2 separate regions of the Sus scrofa genome follow, and region 2 is linked to region 1. Evidence: chromatin contacts called from public promoter capture Hi-C data. All regions are on one chromosome and are shown on one strand. The core of a region is the stretch at or near the end of the contact, and the rest is flanking DNA. Distances in the headings are between cores, read along the strand shown. Region 1 holds the start of GOLPH3L (Golgi phosphoprotein 3-like). Region 2 holds the start of CTSK (cathepsin K).

What was found. Promoter capture Hi-C pulls out the DNA fragments that hold promoters and counts their contacts.
Region 2: a contact with region 1 is called in a promoter capture Hi-C map of fetal liver, with 2.0 times the contacts expected there. The contact joins the promoter of CTSK here to the promoter of GOLPH3L in region 1. A contact is called at or near these places in 1 of 5 promoter capture datasets (fetal liver), 3 of 47 Hi-C or Micro-C datasets (embryonic fibroblasts and skeletal muscle) and 1 of 2 datasets of contacts at active chromatin or transcription factors (alveolar macrophages).

The regions. Positions count from the first base shown.
Region 1 is chr4:98,465,201-98,472,942 of Sscrofa11.1, forward strand. It overlaps GOLPH3L (Golgi phosphoprotein 3-like), which reads left to right and starts at 5,267. Exons shown (of 5, transcript XM_013997188.2): 1 at 5,267-5,464; 2 at 7,543-7,737. The coding sequence starts at 7,555. HORMAD1 (HORMA domain containing 1) reads left to right here. Exons shown (of 15, transcript NM_001194981.1): 14 at 1,736-1,804; 15 at 3,780-4,450. The coding sequence ends at 3,860.
Region 2 is chr4:98,389,449-98,397,185 of Sscrofa11.1, forward strand. CTSK (cathepsin K) reads left to right here and starts at 3,578. Exons shown (of 7, transcript NM_214302.1): 1 at 3,578-3,701; 2 at 4,317-4,439; 3 at 4,525-4,680; 4 at 6,344-6,562. The coding sequence starts at 3,579. ARNT (aryl hydrocarbon receptor nuclear translocator) reads left to right here. Exons shown (of 22, transcript NM_001315687.1): 22 at 1-9.

The DNA of each region.
Region 1 (7,742 bases), core at 4,017-6,516:
TTCTCCCAGAGAACTAGTTGTTAAACATTTACCAACACACCACAGATGATAGTGCCATTTTTAGGTGTCCTTTTTTGCCACATTCTCAATGGAAAGTTAGAATTGACCGAAGGCAGAATTCAAACTAGTATCCTAAAGAAAACAAGAGATAACAGAATTCCAAAAATTACTACCTCTAGCAGCAAAATGTCCTTCCTAGGTAGCTTCTATTTAGGATGAGTATCCTTTACTATCCTTTGCTCCACCAAAGTACTCCTGATTTTGAGAATGTAAACTGAATTATGGTTGGAAAAGGGCAAGAAATGAAAATATTTAATAATCTATATACTAAGGAAGTTGTCATTGAAAAGTACGTTTCAATGCAAACTGTTACATTTAGAATGGGTAAGCATTGAGGTCCTCCTGTACAGCACAAGAAACTATATCCCATCTCTTGGGATAGACCATGAGGGACAATAATATAAGAAAGGAAATTATATATATATATATATATATATATATATATATGGATGGATGTTTGTGTGTGTATATATATATATATGAGACTGGCTCAGTTTGCTGTACAATGGAAATTGGCACAACATCATAAATAAACTATACTTTAATTAAAAAAATCAACCAAAAAAAAGTACATTTCAAGCATCAGAAAATAAGTATGTACTTTCAGAGGATTGTACTATGACAGCTAGTAATTTGCCACCCAGTATTCATTTTAAAAACTGCATATATGGCATTATTCACAATAGGCAAAAAGTGGAAAAAACTGCTATCTCTAACAAATGAATGGATAAATAAAATATAGTATATCCATACAGTAGATGATTATCATTCAGCCATAAAAAGGAATTAAGTATCAGTACAGACTACAGCTTGGATGAATCCTAAAAACATGCTAAGTGAAAGAAGCCAGACACACACACACACACACACACACACACAAATCATATTACATGGTACCATTTATGTGAAAGTCCAGAATAGGGGTATCTGTAGAAACAAAAAATCTTGCTGGTGAGAGGTTGGTATAGGGGAGTGATAGATATAATTGTACAGAATTTCTTTTTGGAGGATGAAAGTGTTCTAAAATTGACTGTGGTTATAGTTGCACAACTCCTTAAATATACTTAAAATCATTGAATTTTGTACACTTTTATTTATTTATTTATTTACTTATTTTTGTCTTTTTGCCATTTCTCAGGCCGCTCCCACGGCACATGGAGATTCGCAGGCTAGGGGTCGAATCGGAGCTGTAGCTGCCAGCCTACGCCAGAGCCACAGCAACTCGGGATCCTAGCCGCCTCTGCAACCCATACCACAGCTCACGGCAACACCGGATCCTTAACCCACTGAGCAAGGCCAGGGATCGAACCCTCAACCTCATAGTTCCTAGTCGGATTTGTTAACTACTGAGCCATGATGGAAACTCCAGAATTTTGTACACTTTTAAATGGATGAGGAGTTCCTTTGTGATTCAGTGGGTTAGGATCTGGTGTTGGCACTGCAACAGCTTGGATCACTGCTGTGGCGTGAGTTCAAACCCTGGCTAAGGAACTTCCACATACTGCAGGCACAGCGAAAATTAAATAAAAATAAAATAAATGGATGAATTATATGGTATCTGAATTATATCTCAGTAAAGTTTTTTTTTAACTGCATATAGTTGCCTGTAATTGAAAAATTATGTTGGTTGTTCTTTGAGAAATAACCAATTTGTAATTATTCTGTCTTTGTGGAGGCTAATGGAAATCAACAAATAAAATCTAAGGAAAGTCGGAAGAGAAGTCAGCTTGAATCTGGGAAAACAGTAAGTCTCCCTTTTTTTTCCCCTTTTTTGGCCGCCCTATGGCATATATGTAGAGTTGTCCTGTGCCAGGAATCAGAGATCAGATCTAAGTCATAGTTGCGACCTAAGCTGCAGCTGCAGCAATGCTGGATCTTTCACTGGGCTGGGCTAGGGATTGAACCTGCAACCAGTACTCCCAAGAAGCTGCTGATCCTGTTGTGCCCAAGTGGGAACTCTGAAGACACTGTCTCATAGTAATATATATATATGCTGAATAAAATGGCAAGTTTCAGATTATAGATTCAATTTAATGATAAATATGATATTCCTGGATATACCTCAGAGCTCTGATATCTAAGTTTTGTTTAAATATATTTGATTCTAAAAAATGGGGTAATTTTAAAATAAAATATGCTATTGGGTTTTTTTTTCTTTTTTTGGTTTTTAGGGCCACACCCGCAGCATATGGAGGTTCCCAGGCTAGGGATCAGAGCTACAGCTGTCGGCTTACACCACAGCCACAGCAATGCCAGATCCGAGTCATGTCTGACACCTATACAGCTCATGGCAACACCAGATCCTTAACCCACTGAGCGAGGCCAGGGATTGAATCTGCAACCTCATGGTTCCTAGTCGGATTTGTTTCTGTTGTGCCACAACGAGAACTCCAAAATATGCTATGTTAGCTTATTAATTTTTCCCTGTAAACATTTACTGTTGTATTCCATGAATGCTTTGAGGTGGTTAGAGGAATTTATAAAGTAAAAGTCAATATCAACAAAAATATGAATAGAATGAGTGAGAAAATGAGAGTACAAGAATATTCAGGCAATTTTATTTATATAGAATTAAAATTGAGCCACAGATTTGATCTGAGCTTTCTAGAGATCATAACTAAAGTAGAAACAAGATAAGATAACCAAAACCACATGTGTAAAAATACAGTATCTCCTCCTACCACCTTAGGAGAAAGAAAATTTTCCTGACCTAAATCCTGTAACAGTTATCTTATATTTGGAACCTTATTTTACCAAATCAGATAATTGTATTTGTCACTTCTGAGATAGATACTAATATTTTTAAGCCAGAATTTTTAGTATTATTTGTAGGTTAAAATTAGATAACTGAAAAATTAGGACTGTTTTTTAAAATTCAATGTTAAAGAGGTAATCTCAAAAATATAGTTGGTTAATCCTGTTTTCAGTTTACATATCTTAAGAAGGGAATGATGGAGTTCCCTGGTGGCACAGCAGGTTAAGGATCCAGTGGTGTCACTGCTGTGGCTCTGGTCGCTGCTGTGGAGCAGTTGAGTCTTTAGCCGTAGACCTTCCACATGCTGCAGGTGTGGCCCCAAAAAGGGGGGGATGGAATAACTTGAGGTTTCATTAATATATTATTTTTCCCTAGTGTATTAAGCCTTGGTTTTCTTCTACAAAATCATATTCCAATTTTGTCACTAGTTTTTACCAGAAAAATAAAAGTTCAATAACTCAGAATTTTGTTAGCAATTTTCCTAAGTCATCCTCCCATTCATTCAAGGGTGCATTGAATGTCTAATATTTATCAGGCACTGCTGAGCACCAGTGATACAGAAGCAAAACATGATGCCAAAGTGGAATTTTTCTCTATTCTTAGGTTATTTTTTAATCTTTCCCCTCTCATCCTACCCAAAAATATTTTACTATTTTGAGGACATAATGTCTATCTTTCTAACTACTCCAGCACCTCTAATGAAAACCTTACACTTAGAAGGATGTACTTTCAGCAGTCATCAAAAGATATAAATATGTCAATAATAAAAGTTACCCTACTTTTAAAGAACCCAGATATCCTATCTTAGTGGGAAATAGTATGCTAGGTTTAATTTTTTTTTGAAGAAAGAAGAGAGGAAATAAGGAAGAACTGAAGGAAGGAACATCAGATGTAAAAAAGCTCTAAAATTAAAAACATTTAAACTGGAAAGTATCTATTCTGAGTAGTTGTTTTCTTTTAATAGGTTCTTCATCACTTTGATTCGTCTAGTCAAGATTCAGTGCCAAAAAGAAGAAAGTTTAGTGAACCAAAGGAACATATATAAAAAAATGATTTTCTTCATGTTTGCAAAGTTCTTCACAACATTTAAATGAAAGGACACTATATTACTATTTTAAGGTGTGTTTGCCCTACCACTGAAAACTTATAGGTAGTCTTAAGCAGTTAGTACACTGAAATGAATTCTTAGCTATCATATGATGATCTTTAATCTTATCTGAGACAAATTCAAGAGAACTTTTGAGTAAGAACAAAAATAACCAGTGTTGTAATTTATTCTGTTAATTATCTACTCAATTTGATCTATATTCCATTTGGTGGACATTTCCTTTAAACTTATATTAACTTTTAAGGCCCTCTTAAGCCATTTTTTGAAGTAAATAATGTTTATTTTGGTATTAAATTTTGATAGGAATTCATTTTTTACCTATGTTAAAACCATATAATTTAACTGCCTGTGTTTGTCATTATGTTGTTAAAACAATGTTATTCAGTACTTTGATATAGTGTATTAACATAATAATATATAATGTGCAATTAAAAATTGGTGCTTACTTTTTTAGCATTTTTTACAAGACAAAAAAGACTAAAAGTCTGACATTTTGGGTAGCATAAATAAAACATTGTTCAGCATCTAGACTCGTTCATGGCTTCTAATTTTTATTTAAATAGCAGAAAATGTTTAGGCACTAATTTTGACATCATTTCAGTAGATGTTACTTAAGAGTTGAGCACACTTCCTAGAACTTTTGGTAGTGTGAAAGAAACTGTGTTTTTAGTGAGAAATCTGGGATCTGATTTCAGACTTGACTGTTTCCTGTGCTCTACAAAAGGAAGACTTAAAACTTGTCTGTTTGCCTCTTGCAGTTTCAGCAGCCATATTCTAAAAACATACATTATCCATGAGCTCGCCAGTAGCAAGCACTAATAGAGAAAGTATGAATGCTATGGTAGAAATGTGCCTACCCTGTTTAATATAAACCAAATAAACGTCCACAAACTAACCCAGATCAGGTTTTTCTGGAGCAGGAAAGTTAGGGTTAAGCTAATTGTCGAAAACAGCCAATTTTTTAAATGTGTTCTTAGCTTTATTGGATCCCCAACTATCACACCTAATTGTCCCACTATACACTGCTACAGTAACACACCTGCTACACTGAAGTCAGTTGACCAACAGAAACCTTTGTAGATGGGCAGCTGGTGATAGCTCACGGAAGGCTTTGATTGGCCGGATTAGTGGGGGTGGGGAGTGCAGCCCTCTTTCCTCTCTCTACCAAGGTTCCTTCATTGGATTGACCAGCTGTCAGGTTAAACCCAAACCTGCCTCCTTTCGGTGGTGTTTGTCTGGATCGCAACACAATAGCCGGGGGGGAGAGCCTCCTCTTGTAAGCTCTGATTGGCTGAACTCAGCTTTGGAGCTTTCTGATTGGTCTAATGAAGAAACACCAAGGTAGGTTGCCTAGTGATCCTGAGGAAGCTGATGTGTTATTCCTTCTTTGCATCGAAGGATCAGGAAGTTTGTTCCCTTTGCGTGGCTGAGAAGTTTTTCACCTACTAGGACGGGGGTGGGGGGTGGGGGTGGGGACACGTGTCCTAAAATTGAGCTCAAGCTGCAGCCTGCCTTTGGCGGTAACCCAGGAGTAACGTCAGGTAAGCAACGGGGTGAATACATTTCCTAACATCCAAAAAAACCTCCAAGTTTTTTATTTTATGGGGTGAGGGAGGTTTTTATTTAATTTTGGAGCTATTGGTTTTTTGATTTTTTTTGGCTTTTTCCAAATAGTATTTTTAATTAGTAAATGCCCAGGGGCGATTAACTCCTCAAAGAAAATTTTTTATTTTTTTCCCCCAAAGATTTAAAATTTTTTGGATTGGATTAGGAAATAAACCTGTTCCTTATGCCAGATAGGCTTAGTGCTCTTAAGCAATTGTTTCTTGGTTCTCTTCCTCTTTCACTCTTCCCGCCTCCCACCAAGAGTTATTTGAAATATAGCCTTGTACAGAGAATCTCTTGTAAGTCACTTCATTTGTATTTCTTTTTAAATGTTCAAATGCTTTTCTGAGTATTCATTTTAATCAGTATATATTTATCGAGCAGTTACAACGTTAAAGACATTGTGCTAGTTGCTATGGAGAATATAAAAACCCAAGAAGACAATGTCCCTGCCCTCAAGAAGTTTACATTTGAGAGACAGCCATACCAAATGAAAGACTATAATAAATACTTTAAAGGAAGTAAGTATAAATAAAATTGTATGAAAGTACAGCTGAGGGAGAGACCTGTCCTGGCGATGGGACATATGGGTAATGAAGAAGCAGATTCACTTAAGAATAGGCCTTTGAAGAATGGGTAGAATTTAGAGAGGAAGGGAAAAGGGAAAGAACTTTAGCTTGTAAGAATGAGCGGAGGTGGAATTTAAGGGACATGTTTGAAAAATGGTTTAACAGTACATAATTGGGAATAATGGGAAGATTGCTAGAAGGTAGAATGGGATCCAGTCAGAGAGGCTTTTGAATGCATTCTTTTGATCTTGAAAAAGCTATTCTTTTCAATAATTGCTAGTTTAAAATATTATATTTCATCTTAAAAATTGGCATTTAGATTTATGTGAAGTATACTAACTTTATCACAGCTGATAATGCAGTTACTCTTGACTAGATTTTTACAACTGTAGTGCATGGTATAAAAAGGCTTGTACTTTCATAGTTTTGGTAATTGAGAAAGAATATACTAATCTTTTTTTTTTTTTTTTTTTTTTTTTTTTTTTTGCTATTTCTTGGGCCGCTCCCGCGGCATATGGAGGTTCCCAGGCTAGGGGTTGAATTGGAGCTATAGCTGCCGGCCTACGCCAGAGCCACAGCAACGCTGGATCCGAGCCACGTCTGCAACCTACACCACAGCTCATGGCAACGCCGGATCGTTAACCCACTGAGCAAGGGCAGGGACCGAACCCGCAACCTCATGGTTCCTAGTCGGATTCGTTAACCAGTGCGCCATGACGGGAACTCCAGAATATACTAATCTTTTAGCATTTTCTTGCCAGTACTTTTTGTTGGTAGCTGTTTGTGTATTCACAAGATGACTAGCCTAGGGATAGAGACAAAAGTTTTCTAGCTATATGGAGTTACCATACATGATCTTCTGAATGTTATTCTCCAGACTAGCACTCTTCCAAAGTGAGTGCATGAAATGAGTTATGGTCTTGGAAGGAAATATTAGAACGTGTATTTCTATTTAGTTTTTCTGAAAATTTTTTACTATTTTTGTGTATGTTTTATAATGTACCATTGAATAGTACATTATATGTAGAAATATAGAAATTATATGTAGAAATTATTGTATACTCTTCGGGGCTGAATGCTCCATAATTTTTTCTGCCCCATATTATTTAACTTGGGGAGAATCCATTATGTGAAAGAGGAATCACAATGATGGACATTCCCCCGGTTTATAGCTTATACCAAGAAGTCAGCTGGCTTAGAAGGTGATCATTTCTACTGATTTTTAAAATTACTGATTTGATTTCTTGTCAGTGCCTCCTGTAGAGTTCAACCTGTTGTACTTTGGAAAAGATATTGTGTTACTAATTTTCTGGTCATTACTGCTTTCTTTCTCCATTAAAGATTGTAAATATTTATTATCTGTATACATTTTAAATATACACACATGAATATTTAGATGTTTATTTACATAAGCACACATATAGATATATTTTCATCACCTCCAGAAACAGGTGAGAATGACCACTTTAACTCACCGGGCCCGTCGCAGTGAAGTAGGGAAGAACAATGAAAAGAAGGTGGAAAGTGAGGAAGACACTAACCAAGACAGAAGTCAAGACAATGAGGACTCTGGAGACTCTAAGGATATCCGCCTCACCCTTATGGAAGAAGTATTGCTCCTGGGACTGAAAGATAAAGAGGTAAT
Region 2 (7,737 bases), core at 2,328-4,827, 77 kb before region 1:
TTTTTTTTTTTTTTTTTTTTTTTTTTTTTTGGCTCAGGCCAGTATCTTAAGTGCAAGACTGAATTAATAAGGAGAAGACATTAAATGTAGCCATAGAGGACTGAGGAGCACAGGTGGCCTTGGAGAGGCTGAGAGAATGTTGTTAGGTTTCCCTCCCTTTTGTCTCCAATTGGTGCCACGTAGAGGAATGGAAAGGAGACAGTTTATTTTTTTATTCTATGTGCACACATACAGTATACATATATATTTATATCACAATTTAAGAAACCAAAAAGTTGAGTTTCCAATGAGATCCTTGTTTTTTTAATAATTGACTTTTTAAATGTGATCAGGACTATAATATTGTACAGTTATTATAGGGCTTTTGGGGGTGGGGAGGGGTGGGAGAAGATGCTCTGGGGGTTTTGTTTCTGCTTTTCCTTCAGGGTTTTATTTTTGATTTTTTTTTTTTCTTCTTGTTGGCCATTTCTGTACTGCTGGCATCTGTGCTGAGCCTTACAACAGTGGCAAAAATAATGACATGTAGCAAAGATTTTAAAACAAAATATTTTTTCCTTTTGTAAACTCTCTTGTGTTGTGTGATCTTGATTTCATCTTTATTATTCCTTCCCAGCTCATAAAAAACAAACACCCACAGCCAGTTGAGTCCATAGCATGATCTTCAGATATACAAACATAAAGCACAGCATGTCTATAATTTCAGGAATCAGAAATCATAGGGCTCTGATCACTCAGCATTCCTTGGTTGTCCTCCTGATCCTGACTCATCCTGAGTAAAATCATCAGGGACATCTGACCATGGGATGAGGGTTGGGGGATTGCCCAGGTCCTTGGGAGAGGGGGACAGTTGGGACCGGAGATCAGGAGGCACATCTAGATTCCTTCCCTCAGTATGTCCTCTCTTCTGAATTTAAAGAAATTAGGGATGGGGAGATTTAAAACTACTCAAGTCTAGACCTGGTCTCCCTCTAGGACAGTGTTTTTATTAGGAAATCTTAAAACCTGTAAGTATAAACGCGTGTTCTTGAGGGTCTGTGTATGTAACCCAGCTAGTAATGAATCTAGATTCCATGTATTATCCTTTTTCCAAAGACCCTCTTTACTCTCCACCCCCCACATATTTATGGAAGAAAACATTTGGGGATGTGGTTTGGGAATGAACTAGATTCTTATGATCTGTCACATGCCTGGGTGTTGGGGGGAGAAGCATTTGGAGACACTCATATGACTGGACCTGGATTGGGGATTTTAATAATTGAGAGAGACAAAGTTCATCAGGCATCCTACCATCAGAGTTTTAGCAACGAAGAAGTCACATGTGAATTTGTCAGTGCTTGTGTTGATTCAAGTGCTGTGATAAATAACCAGGAGTACTGTTTTTGGTTACTTTTGGAACTGGTTTCATCTGGCCTTTCTGGGCGTATCCTTCCTCAGCAAAACCGTGTTAATTTGGGAAAGCTTTTCCCTTTCCTGAAAGCAATGACAGTTTTTAACCAACTGATTACAAATGATTTTGGAGCCTGTGGCTTCCCTTACATACTCTTTTCTAGTCTTTTGTGTTCATTTCCTCATTCCTGATGTGAGGGTAATACACACATTCAAAAATTGAGGTTTAAAATTAGGAGAGAAGGATAATAATAGATGTAATCCCCAAATATTATTTATAACATATATATATACACATATATATATATATATATCATGTAATAAAAGTGAAAGATGGGAGAGACTAGGACTGTATTTGTCCCCCAAAGAGAAGGTAACCCCCAACTTGGGTAATATGTATTGAAGCCTTTTTTTTTGGTCTGATCTCAAAGGCAGACAGCAATGTGAAAGTAAATACCTAACAACTCCGCACCCTGGCCCACGTGCTCCACATTCACACAGAAACGATGCAAATCCCCTGCCTCCTTCCCTCCTCCCTAATCTCTCTTTCAGCATTTCTATCCCTACTGCCCTCCCCTATCCAAATTTTCCAGCCAGCAGCTAGAGCTGACTTCCGCAATCCTGATGGAATAAATCCAGCGCCCCTAGTCATCCGTCCACATTATCCACACTTCCCTGCCGCGACGAGCCCAGAGAACAGATCCCCATCAGCAGGTAACGTTTTCAACTTACTCTGTCTTTTAGCTTCTCATTCCTGCTAGCTCTCCATTTTTAGGAAAATTAGGAACATAGTGACTTGGGGATCAAAATGAACTTTATAGGCTTTGTGGATGAAAACTAATGCCCTTCTTAGGTCATTTCCTGGACAAATAAAATCTGTCTGGAAATCTTTAGGACTCCTTTTATGATTTGTAAATACGTATATGTGGTTGCTAGTGAAAGCAAAAAATATAGAGGATCCTTTGCCCAACCCTCAAAGAGTGGCCTCTTGGGGTTTTTGTTTGGGCCAAAGATATCAAAGGGTTAATTTACTAACAGGAAGAGAGGTTTGGGAGGTGGTAGCTCAGTACTTCCTACTCTTCAAGACATTTCAGTGCCCCTTAATACTCCAGATACTAAATGTTGTGCTGGACATTTTGTCAGTTTGCAAAGATCGCACAAAAATGGACGTAATTTGAAAATTATGCAAGCTGTGTGACTTGCTACAGACTAACTTGCGCTTAAAATGGAGGACACATAATTACAAGCCACCACAAGAAGTGAATGAAGCTAAACTTCTGAAAAGCTGTGTCTCTAATGATCATAGAACATTCCTTTTCTGTCTAACGTTCTTCTAGCAAACTTTGGTTCTGAGGTTTTTTGTCCTGTGAGGCAGATGCAGAGGGTTTTGTAGGGGTTTTGGTCGAAAAAGAAAGAAAAGCTTTCCTGCCCACAGCAGCTGGTTGAGATTAGGACAGTTTCCTGAAGAGAAAGGAGGAAGAAATACCTAAGAAGACAGAATACACCTGAGAGAGAAAAGGAAATGCTGTCAAAATTTCCCTTGTCCTCTCCTGGTAAGATCAGAAGCATCAGAATTTAGGCAAAGAACAAAAGAATGCCTAGAAATGATCAGGAAGCAAAAACTTAGCTGGAAATCTCTCCTTTGTGTATATTCTCCAACCCATTCATCCCATCCTGCATTTGTTTTTTCCATCTCCTTCAAGTCTGCATGGACATTGGAGCAGTTTTTGTGCTCATCCTGATTGTCCATTTTCTAAACCTTTTCTGGTTGTCTGTGCAAGTGTGTGTGTGTGGAATCTTCCTAGGTCAAAGTACTTGGAACCAGAGGTATCAGCACTCCATCCAAACCCAGACCCTTCCTATCACTGTTTGTTTTATCATATGGAAATCACCCTCAATTTTTCTGCTTTCCTTACAAAGCCTAGTTTTCTTCTGCCTCATGTTTCAGAGAAAGGGGTTTTTAACTTTGGGTTCATAAACTCCCCAGAATTATTGTGTGTGCATTCATTTTTCTGGTGAGAGGGACTACAGTGGGTTGCAAATTTTTGTTAGCTTCTCATGGAAGTCTGTGACCTAAAGATTAAGAATTACTGGTCTGAGAATATGGTTCCAGCTATTTCCTCATTCCCAAGCCAGGTTAGGAACCCCTTGGCAAATAGAAGTGTCTCCCCTAATTATCTCCTTCCCCCAGGATGTGGGGGCTCAAGGTTGTACTACTGCTGCCTGTGATGAGCTCTGCTCTATACCCTGAGGAGATACTGGATACCCAGTGGGAGCTATGGAAGAAGACCTACAGGAAGCAGTATAACAGCAAGGTGCCTGGGAACCTGGAGGGGAACATGGTGGGAGGGCTGGAACCTGAGACCTCCAATCCTAGGTTCCAGACTCCCTTCCTCAACCCAATACCTTAATTACCTCAAGCAAATCTGCCCCTGTTCCCTGACTATTAACATACACTTTTCTCTTTTTGGCCACACCTGTGGCATGTGGAAGTCCTGTGGGCCAGGGATTGAAACTGTATCATGGCAGTGACAATGCTGGATCCTTAACCACTAGGCCACCAGGGAACTCCTTAACATATACTTTCCATTCCTAATCCTCTATTCACCCTCCATCAAGTCTTACCCTTCCTTTTCTTTATAACTGCCTTATATTTCTCTTTCGGGAAGGCTTCTCAGATTAATGCGATTAATCCGTAAGCAGTTTTTTTTTTTTTCTATACATCTCTCTAGAGGTTTGTATCCTATTATTTGCATTTGTTTACGTATTTCTCTTTGTATGCTCTCAATCCCATGATTATTTCCCCAACTAGATTGTAAACTTCTGTGATTTTAAATTTAATCTCTTCTCCTAAAAACCTGCATGGTATTAGGTATGTAACTTTCTACACAGGATACAGTCTATGCCAATACTGACAATGCTCTGTGTAGGTGGATGAAATCTCTCGGCGTTTAATTTGGGAAAAAAACCTGAAGCATATTTCCATCCATAATCTTGAGGCCTCTCTTGGGGTTCATACGTATGAACTGGCCATGAACCACTTGGGCGATATGGTGAGTTGAGCCTCAGCTCCTGGTCTATCTGCCCTGTTTGCCTTGGTTCCTTTCTTATGCCTGGCTTCTTTCTTCTTTGTACCAGACCAGTGAAGAAGTGGTTCAGAAGATGACTGGACTCAAAGTACCCCCCTCTCATTCCCGCAGTAATGACACCCTTTATATCCCAGACTGGGAAGGCAGAACCCCAGACTCTATTGATTATCGGAAGAAAGGATATGTTACTCCTGTCAAAAACCAGGTACCCTCTTTTTTCTTGGGTGTGAGTATATAAGCTGGCATGACTGCTTCCTTTTTCTGTTTCTTTATCTTAAGGTAGGAGGACACCAGGAGAGAGGGCAAAGAATTAATTTACCTCTTCCCCTGCTAAGAGAATAAATAAAGCCTATTCTGTTATTTAACTCATCAGCATTTTTTTTTTTTTTGGCTGTCCTGTGACATGTGGAGGTCCCTGGCCAGAGATCAGACCTGACCTGAGCCGCAGCTGCAGCAATGCCAGATCCTTAACCTACTGTGCCTGGCCTGGGATTGAACCTGCATCCCAGGGTTCCCAAGATGCCACAGATCCTGTTGCTCCACAGCAGGAACACCTCATCACCTATTTTTGTACATTTAAGTTATTTCTGGTTTGTCTATTTTTATAAGTGGTATTGCTGTAAGCACCTGTGTGCATATATTTTGTACATATATACAAATATTTATGCAAAATAAATCCTAAAATTGGAATCAATAGGTCAGAGGGAATCATCCCAAAAAAGTTTTTACAATCTTACATTCTTACCAGCGTGAGAATGTCAGTTTTCCCACAACCTTAACTATGCTGATTACATCAACCAGATGAACCGCTGATTTAGCATTTATTCAACAAACTCATTTTTTTTTCAGAACCTACCAGATATAGTTCTAGGCAACAGAGCTTCAAGATGACTAAGAATATAACCAGTGTCCTCAAGAAATCCCCAACCTTAAAAAATAGAAAGGACAGGAAAGAAAGAAAAATGGATAATCTAGCTGAGCAAACACTAATAACAATAGCTAGCACTTTTTGAGAGACTATTATTATTATACGTAGTAGTTCATCCTTTATATGAATTAATTTTTTAATCCTTATAATCCCATTAAGTATATTGTTATTATCCACAATTTACACATAAGGAGAGTGAGGTACAGAGATGTTTAGTAATTTACTCAAGGTCATATTCTATTGCACAGGCAATGCAGATGGCCCCCACCTTCTGATGGTTCACCTTATGATTTTTTTGTCTTCATGATGGTGTGAAAGTGATAGGCATTCCACAGAAACTGTACTTCAAGTTTTGAATTTTGAACATTTCCCAGGCTAGTGATAAGTGGTATGATGTCATCTCTTAATGCTGGGCTGTGGCAGTGAGCCACCACTCCCAGTGAGTCACGTGATCCTGAGGGTAAACGACCAGTACCCTTACAGTCATTCTGCTTCTCACTTTCAGTACAGTATTCAGTAGATGACATGACATAGTCAACATGTTATTATAAAACAGTCCTTATGTTAGATGATTTTGCCCACCTTTAGGCTACCCTAAGTGTTCTGAGTATGTTTAAAGTAGGCTAGGCTCAGCTATAATGTTCAGTATATTAGAGGTATTAAATGCATTTTCAAATTACTATGTTTTCAATTTATAATGGATTTATTGGAGGAAGATCTGTATTCTCTTCTGCTTTAGTACAGCTAATGGGAACAATAGTGACAACAATAGAACAATAGAACAATGCAATAAATGCTAAATGAAGGGAAATAGGAATACTTCATAGCAAAGGGGACAGGTGCTAGAATTTATAAAATGTATAGAATTTCATAGGACAGGTAGAAGGAATAAACAAAGTATGACAACAATGACTGATAATTTCTCTGCTATGTCTCTCAGGGTCAGTGTGGTTCCTGTTGGGCTTTTAGCTCTGTGGGGGCCCTGGAGGGCCAACTCAAGAAGAAAACTGGCAAACTCTTAAATCTGAGTCCCCAGAACCTGGTGGATTGTGTGTCTGAGAATGATGGCTGTGGAGGGGGCTACATGACCAATGCCTTCCAGTATGTGCAGAAGAACCGTGGCATTGACTCAGAAGATGCCTACCCATACGTGGGACAGGTGAGACTGTCCCTCACAGTCATAGAGCTCTGCAATGGCTCCTCCTTCCCCAGCACGGCATTTTGTACTGGAAACAGTTACAGAAATCAGATTTTGTTACGCTGTCCAGCTTTCTTTTCTTTCTTTCTTTCTTTTTTTTTTCTTTTTAGGGCCATACTTGTGACATATGGAAGTTCCTGGGCTAGGGGTCATATAGGAGCTACAGCTGCCAACCAGCACCACAGCCATGGCAACACTGGATCCAAACTGCATCTGTGACCTTTGCTGCAGCTTGTGGCAACACTGGATCCTTAGCTCACTGTGTGAGGCCAGGGATCGAGCTCATGTCCTCATGGATACTAGTCAGGTTCTTAACCTGCTGAGCCACAATGGGAACTCCTCCTGTCCAGCTTTCTTGATGGGGATTATTTCCCACAGAAAGCAAGATTCCCACAGGCTGGGGGAATTTGTGGAGCTTAGGCTACCATGGTTCTTACCTGCCTCTCTGCCCTGGAGTGAAAATGGAGGACAGGTTATCCCATAGACTCTGAGTAGGTCTCTATAACTCTCTGCTTAACTCCTCTACTCCCATCACAAAACACCAGACCCACCATGCTAATTTCATGAATAGTGTGACTTTATTTTGTATCAACTCAGTGTGGGTTTGGGGAACATTTAAGCAAATTGTGTAAATTAACATGCTAACATGTATAAAATGAGGGAAAAAACAAAATTGCTTCAAAGTTATTGCAATTTTAGAGCTCAATTCATTTCTTCTTAAAAGGTCCTTTAGTAATAGGAACATCTTCCTTATCTAAAAAGAAGATCTGATGGCTTTTTATATACACGGGGTTGATAATAAAATCTGAGGCCTTTGCAACAGGTGCTTTTGATGCAGGGATAGCAAGTTTGAGTAATACAAGTGATGGCTACCATGCTAAGCCAGGTACTTTGTGCATGTTCTCATTTAATCCTCATGAAAGCCCTGTAAGGTACCCTTACCCTCATTTTATAGGTGAGGACGTTGACACTCAAGGAGATAAAATAGCATAATTGAATTCACACCACAAGTTATGTAACAGAACCAGGATCTACCTTTCAGATCTGTTTATCTCTGCAAACATTCCCAGGCAGGTCTTCTATGCCTACATACAAGAATTTCCATACTAGAATATAATACCTTGGAACAGAATTTT